Regions from separate parts of the Zea mays genome. Here regions 1 and 3 are each linked to region 2. The links are chromatin contacts, called in public Hi-C maps. All regions are on one chromosome and are shown on one strand. The core of a region is the stretch at or near the end of the contact, and the rest is flanking DNA. Distances in the headings are between cores, read along the strand shown.

Region 1 (4,284 bases), core at 313-2,812, 420 kb after region 2:
TTGCTAGTGTAAAATTAAACTATCATGCGTCAAATAAAAGAAAATGGAGGTAGTAGTTTCTAAGCCCTATGGCTTGTAATTTTTTTTGCCTCTTCGGTTTAGAATCATTTGCTAGCTTGGGAATTGTTTTTGCTTCTCCTAGCTCGATGGTTTGCTCTCTAGTCTCTCCCTCCCTCCATCTCTCTAGACTAGCAGGAGCCTAGCATGTGCTGCCCGAGGTCTTGCTACTAGCCTAATATATAAATCTGCAGGACAAATGTAGGTGGTCGTAGCCTGCTCTTGTGCATGTTTGTTATCCTGTGCTTGTGAAGCTTGCACTGTGTCGGATGGATATACATACATATAACTATGACTCAGTGAGGCGAGAGGACAGAGGACAGACCGGCAGAGACGGCGCGACAACAGATGTAAGTTTGCAGCTCTTCAGCACAGTCCAGCTAGACTCGAACACGAGCTCTTCTAAAAATGTTTTGGACCTGCGCCCCGGGCCGTGGCCCAGGCGGCCATGGGCCTGGGTCCGCCCCTGACTGGACATGGTTTGGGAGCAAAGGGGAATGAGTAGAGCGGCTTGTGATGACAAGAGGATGGGTTGGGTGATGTAAATGAGTTAACGGATCTGCTAATTAGAAATGGTAACGGGTCAGATTTGAGTCGGATGGATTAAAAACCCTTCAGCGATCACACCCAAGAAGTTTACCTAAACTCGTCTGCAATCGCACCATGGGTGTCATTCCAAACCCTCACCTGAACATGTTGGGTTACTCGCGAGTTTTTTACTCATTGTACACTTTTAAATGATAATTCAACAATAAACAATTAAGTGTCAACAATAATTGAGTTATATCTAGGGATTTTAAGTCTTCTCACGTTGAACAACAACAAAATATTCCATGAATCATTGGTCAAGTTATTTATTTAAAATAAGTACTATTGTATCTTAATCATTTTTGCGCAAAATAAAAATAAACCAAATTTTGGGTCAGAGGTAGGTCACTCACGTGTTCAAATAAAAATCTACACCCACACTTACGAAACTTCGGGTCGGGTCCGAGTGCATTCGTAGGTCAAAATCTTTATCTATACTCGCAGTCGTAGTGTTTGGGGTTTTAAGAGTTAAATTTCCATCTCTGTGCCAAACTGCCAATGAGTTTACGATCTGATGTGTTTTTTGCAATATGAGATATATCAAAATACTTAGAAAAACATCTAGTTTTTATCATATTTTTATGATTTTTATATTTTTCAAAACTTTAAACGAAATTCTTAGAAATTTGAATCCCGATCAGCACTGAGAACGAGAAAATTTTCCGAATTTCGTTAAAATTCGTCCGAGAAATTATTCCCTGCTTGTGAGCTGTTTGGTACAAAAGCGAGTAAAACAGTTTCTCAAGCCGACGGTGAATCTCTACGAAACGGCCTCTTGGTCCAAATCAGGCCCATGGATTTGGCCCAAACATGGCATCCCCTCCGCAACTGCTACTCGCACATCTCCGGGCAGACAGGCCCGGCGGCCCCCATGGGTTCCGTGCAGGTGCAGCGTGTCGCCACTGACTCCGCGTCCGTCCGTCCCCCATACGGCCACGCCTCTGGGTCTCCCGCGCTGCCATGGACGGGGGAAGAGAGCAGCAGGCGCCGCCGGAGTCGCAGCCCGGTAAGAACCTCATCAAGATCCCGTCCTATCAGGAGGTCTTCGGCACCGGCGCCTCCACCTCTTCCTCGAAGCCGCCATCCTACAACCCTCCTGTAGCCACCTCCGCCGCCGCCGCCGCTTCATCCTCGTCGTCGTCCTCGGGATCATTCTCGCAGGCTTTTTCTTTCCTCAAGTCCTCCGAGTTCTACTCACCTCCGCCGCCGCCGCCTCCCCAGCCCACCACCACCCCGAGGTACCTATACTGTCCTCCCTCTCTCCCTCTTCTCAGTACCTGCGACGCCGGCCTCGACTCTGACGTGCCAGGTTTGCTGGCGCAGGCCGACTCAAGCTAGCCCCTCAGCGCCGACTCCCCAAAGCAAGAACTCCATTCTCGTCAGTCATAGGCAGGTACTGGGGCGTGGTTTGTGGCACCATGACACTTTTGACCTCTTTGAGGTTCTTGTCCCCTTGTTCTAAAGCAAATTTCGTGTCTTTTTTATTCATTCTTGTTCGACAGAGAGGAAACCCTCTGCTGAAGCACATTAGGAATGCTAGATGGACGTTCGCCGATGTCGTGCCGGACTATGTGCTTGGGCAATCGTCATGTGCCTTGTACTTAAGGTTAGAGCAACTCCAATAGTTCTTTAGAAAAAAGCTTCCTAAACCTATGTTTAACAAATTGCTAAATAGTTATTGGGAGTAAAAAAAATAGCTTGGTCTCCAACAATTCCTCATATTTAGACAATAGTTGTGTCACGCACGTCAAACCTGGCGGTCTCGCTACACGGAAAATGAAAAAAAGACCACGCTAGACTTGGCTACCTCGCTATGCGGGAAATAAAAAAAATGAACACGTAGTTGTAAAGAAATTGAAGACAACTACATTTAGGGAGTTGCTATGGAGTTGCCAAATCTGGAGAGTAAATGAGGTTGGATAACAAGTAACTAATTTAGCAAGTCCATTTGAAGAACTATTGGAGAAGCGTTTTTCTATTTACTTCTTAAAGTTAAGATTTACAGAGTTGTTTAGAGAACTATTGGGCTTATCGTGTCTTCAGTGATAGTCTTTAGAAATCCTGAATTGGACTTGTGTAGATTAGTTGAATGTGAAATCTACCAGGAGACATCATTTTCATGCCTGTATATTATTAGACAGTGTCATGAGGTATTCTTTTGTTGTGAGCAAAAACTATCTGGTTTTACTTCTCTGAGCTGTACTGTGCTGTAGCAATTATCAATGTTGATTAGTATTAGGGCAAATGGTGCCACAGAGTGTGTTTGTTGTGGTTCTGTTGTACTGTGGTTTTTACCGTTCAGTTTCTGTTGTTATGGATGCAGTATCAGGTACCATCTTCTACATCCAGACTACTTGTACTATCGGATAAGAGAGCTGCAGAAGAATTTCAGGCTGCGTGTCATCTTGTGCCATGTTGATGTTGTAAGTTTCAGTCACTTAACCAACATACCTGCTTTCCCAAAGTATAATCACTTTGAAGCATCTCAACTTAAAAATCTAGCATTTTCGCTGTCATAGGAAGATGTAATCAAGCCTTTGCATGAAATTACAAGAACAGCGCTGCTTCATGACTGCACCCTTTTGTGTGGTTGGAGGTATTTTTCTCATAGTAACTCTAATGTGAGTGGATTCAATATTTTTTGGGGTCCTGTTCGTTGTGAGCTGTCCTGATTGTTATATCAGTTCTACATAAATATGAATATAGTTATTGGATCACCTTGCGCTGGGTCTTTTTTATTGTGTCCAAACAAATCTTATTTGCTATCTCAATATTCAACTAAAATAACTGCACATATTTGTCTTTGTTTTTCTAAAAAAGAATTTAATGGTCCTCCATCACACAAACCGGAGAGGTTCCATAACAATTGCATGATGAATTGATGATGTAAATATGGTCATGAAAAGTTAAGAGTAAGTTGTCTGAACAAACTGTTCTCTCTTCTATGTAGCCTGGAGGAATGTGGTCGGTACTTGGAGACTATTAAAGTATATGAAAACAAGCCAGCTGACAGTATTCGTGAGCACATGGATAACGACTATCTATCACGGGTATATATACTTCCTGGGAACCCTCTCCAGAACAAGATAATTTGATGATCTATGTCATCGGTTGATGAGGAAAACTGGTACTCCCTACGTCCCAAAATATTAGTCGATAATGTTTTCAAGTCGGACTACTTGTTGGTCGCTCTGGCTAACTGACTTGGGCGATTAATCACGACTAATCATGATTAATTGGCCGACTTGAAAACATAACATTTTAGCTCTTGATTTTTATGTCTATGTTCAAATGGATGATGATGAATCTAAACACATATATAAAATAAATACATTAATTATTGTATGAATCAACTAAAAAGGTAAAACAAATTTATTTTGGGGGGAGTATTAAACATTGCTATCATGATTAGCAAGAAATATACCCCTGTGGTGCGCTCTTTCTTTCTTTCTTTAGAATTTTCTATACGCGCAAATTCTTGATGTTTCGATGATAATTTCTTGACTTACCATATATAGAAAGAGAGACTATAAATGACACCTCTTATGTCAATAAGACGAAATGGATGGATATTAAATGATAGGAAGTGCTATTAAGGGAAACAGAATGAAATAGAGCCACTTTGGGCTTCCCTATGAA
Region 2 (4,086 bases), core at 1,488-3,987:
TACTTTATTACATCAAACATTAACTGTTGCAAAACCTAATTTGGTGTGTTTTATTGTGGAGTTTATTTCTAAATAATACATAACGCAACCATTAACTGAGTTCAGTTTAGACATCTGCTAGTTGGTCAGGTGCAAAAATTAACATTCCTATGTTTGGTGACCCAAAAATAAACGTCCTTAGATCTTTCTGGCTCTTTCAATTTGCTGAACTACCTGTGAGTTGACACAACCTTTTATTCTATGTTTGTTGCCTCCGGGAGTTCAGTTTAGACATCTGCTAGTTGGTCAGGTGCAAAAATTAACATTCCTGTGTTTGGTGACCCAAAAATAAACGTCCTTAGATCTTTCTGGCTCTTTCAATTTGCTGAACTACTTGTGAGTTGACACAACCTTTTATTCTATGTTTGTTGCCTCCGGGAGTTCAGTTTAGACATCTGCTAGTTGGTCAGGTGCAAAAATTAACATTCCTGTGTTTGGTGACCCAAAAATAAACGTCCTTAGTCCAGCGGTACCTGAACTTATATGTTATATCTAATATTTCTGATACAGTTAGCACTCAACCATTTCTCTGGGTCTGTTTAGACTACAGTAGAGAATTAAGCGTTTGATTACTCCTCAATTGCTAATACTTTTTCTATGATATGACACCAGCATGGCTTCTGTTTGTGGAGGTTGTTTAGCACTTCAAGATGATGGGGTTCCTATAAAGTTTCCTGTTGCTAGAATTGCAATGGGCCTGGTCCTTGATACACAAGAATTTGGTGGAGATGGTAGCCCACTTATACTTTCTGATATTACTGGAGCTGAAGATGCCTCTGGTGACATGGATTTGAAGGTGTGACATGTATTTTGTTCTGAATTTGGTACTTGGAACTGCATTAGCATGGTCAGTATATGTTGTTCTGTTCAAAGCTCAGATTTCTTATCTGTAAGCCCTTGTTGCAGATTGCTGGTAATGAAAGTGGCATATCTGCATTTCAGATGGACATTAAGGTTGTAATGACGATATAGATTTGGAAGTATTTGTCATGCATTTTTGCTATTAGGAGGCTTTGCTACATTGGTTAAATCTGTCTGGTTCTTGCACTGTGGCAGGTAGTTGGGATAACTCTACCTGTGATGGAGAAAGCACTCCTTCAAGCTAGGGAAGGGAGACAACATATTCTAAGTAAGTCTGTACTAAGACAAAGTAGCTGTAAAATGTGTAGGGCAAAATGAATCACGACACCACTCTGTTTCTCCCCAAAAAAGTATAGTTCCAAGAAACTGTTGCGGGACATAGTAACATCTAAGCAAGTGCCACATGACCACACCTATTCTGAAAAAATGCAGACAGCCTATCCATGGACACCAAATCAACATAATAACAAAGAGAGGACTGTATGCCTGTATCCATGTCTGTATCAAGCGAAATGGGAAACAACTATCTACGCATGCAAATAGAAGAGAAAGTAGCTGTAAAATGTGCAGGACAAAATGAATCAAGACACCACTCTGTTTGTCCCCAAAAAAGTAGAGTTCCAAGAAACTAATGTGGGACATAAGGACATCTAATCAACGCTGCAGAAGAGGGATGGTGGACATAAGGACATCTAATCAACAACTATCTAAAAATGCAGACAGTGTATCCATGGACACCAAATCAACATAACCAAGAGAGGGATGGTGGAAGGAGCCGCTCACCTCGAATAGCTGCAGAAGAGACCGAGAGGAGAGCCTGAGGACTTGCGCGTGTCTGCCCTGCTGCTACGTAGCAGATCTACAAGAACAACAGTTCCTATGAGCTAACACACATGACGCAATCAAGAGACGACCAAGAACCAACACAAGAGAAATTAGCATCAGAAGAAAGGAACGGACGATGAGAACGACGGAGTCGACGAGGAGAAAGGCGCTTCCGCCGGGTACCAGGCCGACGGAAAGAGGAAAACACCAGCGTAGGGGCTCCATATATGTAGCAGAAAGCTGCGGGATGGGCGCTATGGTGAAGGACACGAGAACAGTGAGGCTGCACTGTTGATAAAGCACAGGCGACGGGACGGAAGAACAGCGAAGGGGCTCCATATTTGTGGGATTTTAAAATACGGTGAACAACCCTCACCTAACGTCATGGGCAGAGGCACCGGAGCACAGCGACGCGTGACGACCTCCACAGGAGATTTACAGCGGCGCAATGGCCTCGCTAACGGCGATTTTCGAAAATCGTAGATCTACAGTTGCCAACGCGTTGTACCCCGGTGCGTGCGCTTTTGGAGAAGGCGAGGCGGCGCACTCACCTGGCTAACGGCGAAGCGCCGGCCGCAAGCCCCCGCCGTCCTTGGCCCGTGCCGCTCCGTCGCAGATCCGGCCGCCGCGCCGTTCGTGGAAGACCCGGTCGGAGCCGTCCAGGTCGCGACACGACTCCCGGGGCAGGCGTGGACGAAGCCAGCTCCTCTCTCGCAGGCACGACGGCCGTCCTCAGGCGCGGACGCCGGCGCGTCGCCGTGGGAGGCCGTGTCGCAGAGGCCCAGGTCCGAGCCGTCCATATCGCGGCACGACTGTCGGGGCACGTGTGGACGAAGCGATCCCCTATCCCGCAGGCACGACAGCCGTCCTCAAGCGCGGACGCCGGCGCGTTCCCGTCGGAGCCCGTGTCGCAGACGCGAAGAAGACGGGTCGCTGGGAGAAGACGGGTCGCCGGTGGAGGAGACAGGTAGACAGGTCAGTGGTGGACGTGGCTCCAACTGCACGAAACGCTGTGTAGACGGTACCACACACGCACGCGTCGGTGCGTAAGACGCTGAGATCGCGTGAAACACTCTCAGGGCAGCACCAGCGTGTATCCTTTAACTAGAAGTAATGCCTAGCATCTCACAGTTTTAAACAGTGCAAAATGCGAGTTTCTCAAGGGCGTAGCGGCGTTGTTTTCTAAAATTGTTGACTCGACCTTTTTTGTGTGGAAGAAACTGCCTGCTAACAACATTCGCAAAGGAAGAATACATTGCCTTGTAGTTTGTATAAGTACAGATATAATAAAATAGTAACACTCTGGTATAACCAGCTCAAGGTTAAATACGACTGTCCTTGTGCCGTACAAAGAAACGACAAAAAAAGTAATTTCTGTTACATATATATTTTTTATAAGATTTATGTTACATGTATCTGGGAAGTCGTTCGCAGCACGGACTGGCTGCCGCCTGAAGAATATGAACCGATGAATTACAAAAGCTGAAACTGGTGAACTGTGGAAGTAAAACAACTTGACCACTCGAGGAAATAACTCAGCCTTCACCCAACCGAGAAATTCCCCCAAATGCCGGCAGTGGAGACCAGATTTTGGGTTGCAGCGAGGTGAACTGTGGAAGCCAATCTGACTCTTCTGAAACTATTCGTTGACAACGTACGCACATTTATCTCACATCTCACAAGCTAATTATACAACAACTAGTCTCCCCCAACGTTTTTTTTCCTTCCAAGTTGTATTCAAGAGCCCAAACCTGTCATTTCGTCAAGGGATCACGATGAAGATATGTATAAACAAAAAACACTTCCATTTGAACTAATGGGCCTTCACTCAGCATCTAGTTAGCCACTTTTATGGCATACACCAGCTCCTGAAATGAAGAGTATAACATTTAGAATAAACGTGAACGGGTCTAATCAGATAATCTAAGTGTTTGATCTCACCAGAACCCCATTAGGAAATGTGAACGAGGAGCGCAAGTCTGAAAGGCGTTCCTCCCCTGCGAGCCTTGCTTTGTCAGGACCGCATGTATTAGTGCTGACAGGCTTGCTACAAGAAGGCTTCAGCGCATACATCTCAACTTCTTCATCTTTGTGAGATGTCTGACTGGCGACAAACTACACAGAGACATTCGTCTGTAAGTTCTGATTTCTGACGATGGACACAAGTGTTTCAACAAGTACTGACCTGACAAAGTTGTTTGATGGACAGAGTTGGGCCGCAACACAGATATGACTTCTCCAGATTTGGTGCCGTTTGTCCATCAAGTGGAAGCAGACAAAGATGTACATCACGCTGTCAAATAAAGTTAGTAACTAAGCAATGCAACACTCCAATAAACAAGGAAACATATCACGTGCACT
Region 3 (4,306 bases), core at 1,014-3,513, 310 kb after region 2:
CGGACGAAACGCACACGGCCCGAGGGACAATCGTGTGAGATTTGACCTCTCCATACCTTGACACCACTACCGCAACAGTCATCACGATGTGGCGTGGAATGGGGTTGTCCTCATTTCGTCTAACTCTCATATTGATTACGTCTAAATCAAATGTAGACCCCACATCCCTTGTACGAAAACGATAAAGACGCTACGGACGATCTGTGAGGTATGAGAGATCGGCGAGACTAGGGTACGAATGTAGTCTACATCGTATGAGCCCACTCCAGAGACATGCACCATCACTATGGGCAACTCTGTTTTACTAACCCTGGCATGGTCCCCCATCAGAACCAAAGACATTCAACGATACAGATCACCGCGCTCGCACACACGTCATGCCTTGACCAGGATAAGTCAACAAGTACAAGATTACGAGATCAATGAACAACATGAGAAGATGTTATTGACCGAAGTGAAGCACTTTAAGCCTTTTCATGAATTTTACTTATCTTTTTCCATTCTCTCCTCTAGGGAGGAACAAATGTAAGCAAACCTACCCTTAAGCTATAAAAGGGAGGGCTGGTAGCCGAAGAGGGAAAAGGGAACATAACGCAAGACAACACGGCCACCACGGCGGACTTAAGTATGGACATTCCATCCGAACCAGTATAATCATTGCATCCTACTTGCATACTATCCGGACCTAAAACATGCATCACTCGAAACACCGACAAAATGTTGCATCATGCTTTCACAACTTGATTTCAATTTTTTTGGCTTGAAAACCATGAAAGAACACTATACTTCGGATGTTGATTTTAAGGATGTGTTGATGACTTACAAAGAAGGAAGAAACTTGGAACAAATACTTCCTAGCTAATGCAATCAAACAAGTGTAACTTGCATTGCCGAAACCACGGTTTAGCTATCCAGGCTTAGGCGGCTATGAAAAAAACACCCATAGAGACAAAATGACCACAGTGGCTAGTAGTTGGGGAAGAACCATCCACGGCGCGCCCACCCGGCCGATTCTCGCCGGCCGTCGTCAGGTTTGATGGTCAAGATCTCCAGGTGGCGCCCCCGCTGTCTTTCCATGCCCAACACCCTGACGACCCCGTCCGGGTGGCCACGGTCGACGAGGTAGATGCGATTGACGCGAGCGCGGTACCAGGGGAACTCCGCCCGCGAGAGCGCGAACGCGCGATTCCGCCCCAGGAACAGACTGTTCCATCCGAGGTCCACCACGCGCACCAGCCGCACCGTCCTATCCCCGAGCCAATCCACCCTGTGCACCTCCACCGCACGCGCGAACCCGCTGCCGATCTTGATGCCCCCGTCGTCCACGCCCGCCATGTCGTCGTCCGAGTTGTACATGACGTCGTCGTGCACCGAGACGAGGAGCAGCTGGCGGTCACACTCCACCAGGTGCGTCTCGACGACGCGCCTCCCTTCGCCAGGGAGCTTGTCGTTGTCCGAGACGACGGCGTCGCCGTTCGCGTCGACGTGCTCGAGTGGGATGACCGCGGGCGCGTCCCCGTCGACCTCGCAGATGCAGATCGAGGACTTGAAGGCCACATAGAACCGCCCCCTGTAGTGCTCGACAGCGGCGTAGCCGGTCACGCTGAAATCGAGCCGCGTCCACGCCCCAGTGACGGAGCTGTAGTACGCGAGGCAGGTCGTCGGGAACCCGACGGCCACCGCGGCCCACTCGGTGGCCGTGGCGGGGTCGCCCGACAGCACGATGGTGGTCAAGTCGAGCCACTTCTTGAAGAAGCCGATGGGCGGGAGGCGGACGCGCCTGCCTGTCAAGGGGTTGAGGAGGAGGATGACCTTGGGGCTGATCCTCGGGTCCGAGAGCGCGAGGTAGCCGTGGGACGAGGAGAGGTACTCCAGCCCCGATGGCACGTTCGCGGCGAAGGGCAGGAGGGCGACGCTGGGGGCGAGCCAGAATGACGAAATTTCGCTGGCGCCCTGGCCGGAGCGGTCGGTGCGGGAGCCGACGAGCCAAGGGCGCGGGCGCCACGCGGCGGCGGCGGCGCCCCAGTCCGCGCAGACGGCGCGGAAACGGACGCGGTGAGCGTCGGCAGGGAGGAGGGCGAATATGCTGAGCAGCAGGTCCGCCGGCAGAGAGGACCACCCCGTGCCGCCCCTGCCGCCGCACGCCATGCCCGGCTGAGGCGCCGAGGAGAGGGAGAGGTTATGTCCAACTCCAACCTGTCTGCGCTCGGTGTCTTTCACGCGGCTGGCTCTGGCTTGCCTGCCCAAGCAAAGAAGGGGCAAGGGGGCTCAAACTGAAGCATAGCGGTGAAAAATGCAGCGTTCGCTGAAGTCAACATGCGCGGCTGGTGCGGAGCGGAGCCGATTTTTTTTTATTTTAGTCCTTTTCTTAAAAAAAATCACATTTAGATTATATATTATTTAATGTCGTTTTTACCATTTAGGCTGGCTCCAACAGCCGACAGGTAAAATGGGCAGGCAAAAAGTTTTTTACCCTGTGTATGAAGAAATACATGTCCTCTTGTTTCCAACAAAGAAGGTAAAATAGCTGAATGGAGAGTAGTGAATGATAAGAGACAAACATGGGACCAGATATCAGAGGCACAAGAAAAAATGTCTGGTTTCCATCGCACCATCTAAATTCGCTTTTCTCTCTCCTTAATATCATTTTGCCTGGCTAGGATGGCTCCCCTTTTGGAAACGTGTAGCATAACATGAAGAGACAAATTAGCTTTGGTTGGCCATTTACATGGTCTATTAGAGCTAGTCTTACTCGACGCTATAGTCTATAGCGTCGAGGTACCAGATGTGTCAGACTCTGATGTTGAGCGGTCACGTACAAACTCGCTGCCATATGAGCGGCATTGACTCGGTTGGAACTCGGGAGCTCTGCTTAATAACGAAATCTATTCAAACAGTAACAAATCTAGCTAAAAATATTGTAGAGGTCATAAAAACGACTTTACTATATTATACAAATTTTTATAAACTTTAACAGTGTTTTGCTAGGATTTATAAAATTCCTCGGGATCCGCTGATCCCGTGAACCTCTCTAAATTTGCCCCTGTATTGAAACTAACTTACACTCCTTGTCGTTCCTTTTTGTTAGCACATGCATCCTAGTGCGCACACGTATGATACCTCCGCAACTACTAGTATATGTCGTTGTTTAAAATGTATTTTCTTTTTTCTTACAAATATGGTCTTTTATATCAACAAAATGTTAGTGCAGTATAGGAAAAATAAATCGGACCAAAATAAAATAAAATCAACCAAAATAATGTACGTAACTGAAAGCAAAAGGACGAAAAAGAACATAAGCTTTATTTGGCAGCGATCTCGGCGCCATAGGTCACGACGTCAAGCTACGTCAAGCTCGACCACGTACGCACTAACTCAGCCACGTATGCACCACCTCAACGTCTAGAGTCCTGCGTATCCTTCACTCGGCGTCATAGATCATGGCGTCAAGACGTGTTACTTCAACGTTGTGAGTTATGACGTCAATTAAAAGATCAAAAACGATATTAAATCGTCCAGAGATCTAAATGTAAAAAAAATAAGAAAAGGAGCTGAAATGTAATAAAAAATCGGAGAGCGGAGCATAGCGACATGCGCGCAAGATTTTTTCGGTGATTTTGACGGGGTCTTTTTTTTCTCTGCAGCGCGACACGGCGGCGAGCCGGCGAACCGGGACCCGGGAACCCCGAAAACGGGAGCTGTTGACACTGACACGATGGGTTCGTGGATGGTGACCGATGACCTGGTGCGCCTGCGAGCAGTATTGGTGTACCGATGCACGAGCCGGGAGCCCGGGGGTAGTTGACACTGACACGATGGGCTCGTGGATGGTGTGGTGATAAACTGGTGCGCCTGCGAGCATTATTGGCGTACCGGTGCACGAGCCGGTTCGGTTGGTGCTGACCTAGCTGTTCCGCCTGTTCGTGTTGGTGGGGAAGAGATGAAAACATGCAGACACGAGGATCCAAAATCTTCGTGAACAAGACTGGATTCCGTTCAAAAAAGAAAAAGAGACTGAATCTGACTTGACCGTTTCCAACAACGGGTCGATCAAGATACCTTATGTTCTCGTGATTTTATTATTCAACACACCGAACTTTGTGCGGCATGTAAACAGGCGTCGTTGGCTTGTGCTTTCACGGTCTCATGACAGCGGCGACTGCAATGCCTCCATTATCGATGGGTTCCTATTTTCCGAATCTCTTGGGTCATCTTCGATTCGTCATGGAGATTTTTTTCCATTCAGGCTAGTTTGGTAATTTCATTTTCTTAAGAGGTTTTTATTTTCCTAAAGATAAAAATTCTT

What was found. Hi-C and Micro-C count contacts between places; a contact is called where the count stands out from the background.
Region 1: a Hi-C map of ear shows a contact between it and region 2, with 1.9 times the contacts expected there. The contact joins the promoter of LOC100192592 here to the promoter of LOC103643361 in region 2. A contact is called at or near these places in 2 of 25 Hi-C or Micro-C datasets (ear and tassel).
Region 3: a contact with region 2 is called in a Hi-C map of leaf, with 6 times the contacts expected there. The contact joins the promoter of LOC100192470 here to the promoter of LOC103643361 in region 2. A contact is called at or near these places in 3 of 25 Hi-C or Micro-C datasets (ear, leaf and tassel).

What each region holds. Positions count from the first base shown.
Region 1 is chr1:228,323,712-228,327,995 of Zm-B73-REFERENCE-NAM-5.0, forward strand. It overlaps LOC100192592 (DNA excision repair protein ERCC-1), which reads left to right and starts at 1,563. Exons shown (of 9, transcript NM_001137807.1): 1 at 1,563-1,883; 2 at 1,969-2,038; 3 at 2,148-2,251; 4 at 2,969-3,068; 5 at 3,165-3,241; 6 at 3,596-3,695. The coding sequence starts at 1,606.
Region 2 is chr1:227,905,647-227,909,732 of Zm-B73-REFERENCE-NAM-5.0, forward strand. It overlaps LOC103643361 (replication protein A 70 kDa DNA-binding subunit B), which reads right to left and starts at 2,738. Exons shown (of 17, transcript XM_020546721.3): 1 at 2,277-2,738; 2 at 1,684-1,759. It overlaps LOC103645322 (putative E3 ubiquitin-protein ligase RING1a), which reads right to left. Exons shown (of 12, transcript XM_008668396.2): 10 at 3,911-4,018; 11 at 3,667-3,840; 12 at 2,962-3,593. The coding sequence ends at 3,561. LOC103643360 (probable polyribonucleotide nucleotidyltransferase 1, chloroplastic) reads left to right here and starts at 638. Exons shown (of 3, transcript XM_020546723.1): 1 at 638-835; 2 at 946-993; 3 at 1,096-1,233. The coding sequence starts at 653. The coding sequence ends at 1,218.
Region 3 is chr1:228,220,990-228,225,295 of Zm-B73-REFERENCE-NAM-5.0, forward strand. LOC100192470 reads right to left here and starts at 2,264. Exons shown (of 1, transcript NM_001137690.2): 1 at 720-2,264. The coding sequence starts at 2,148. The coding sequence ends at 967.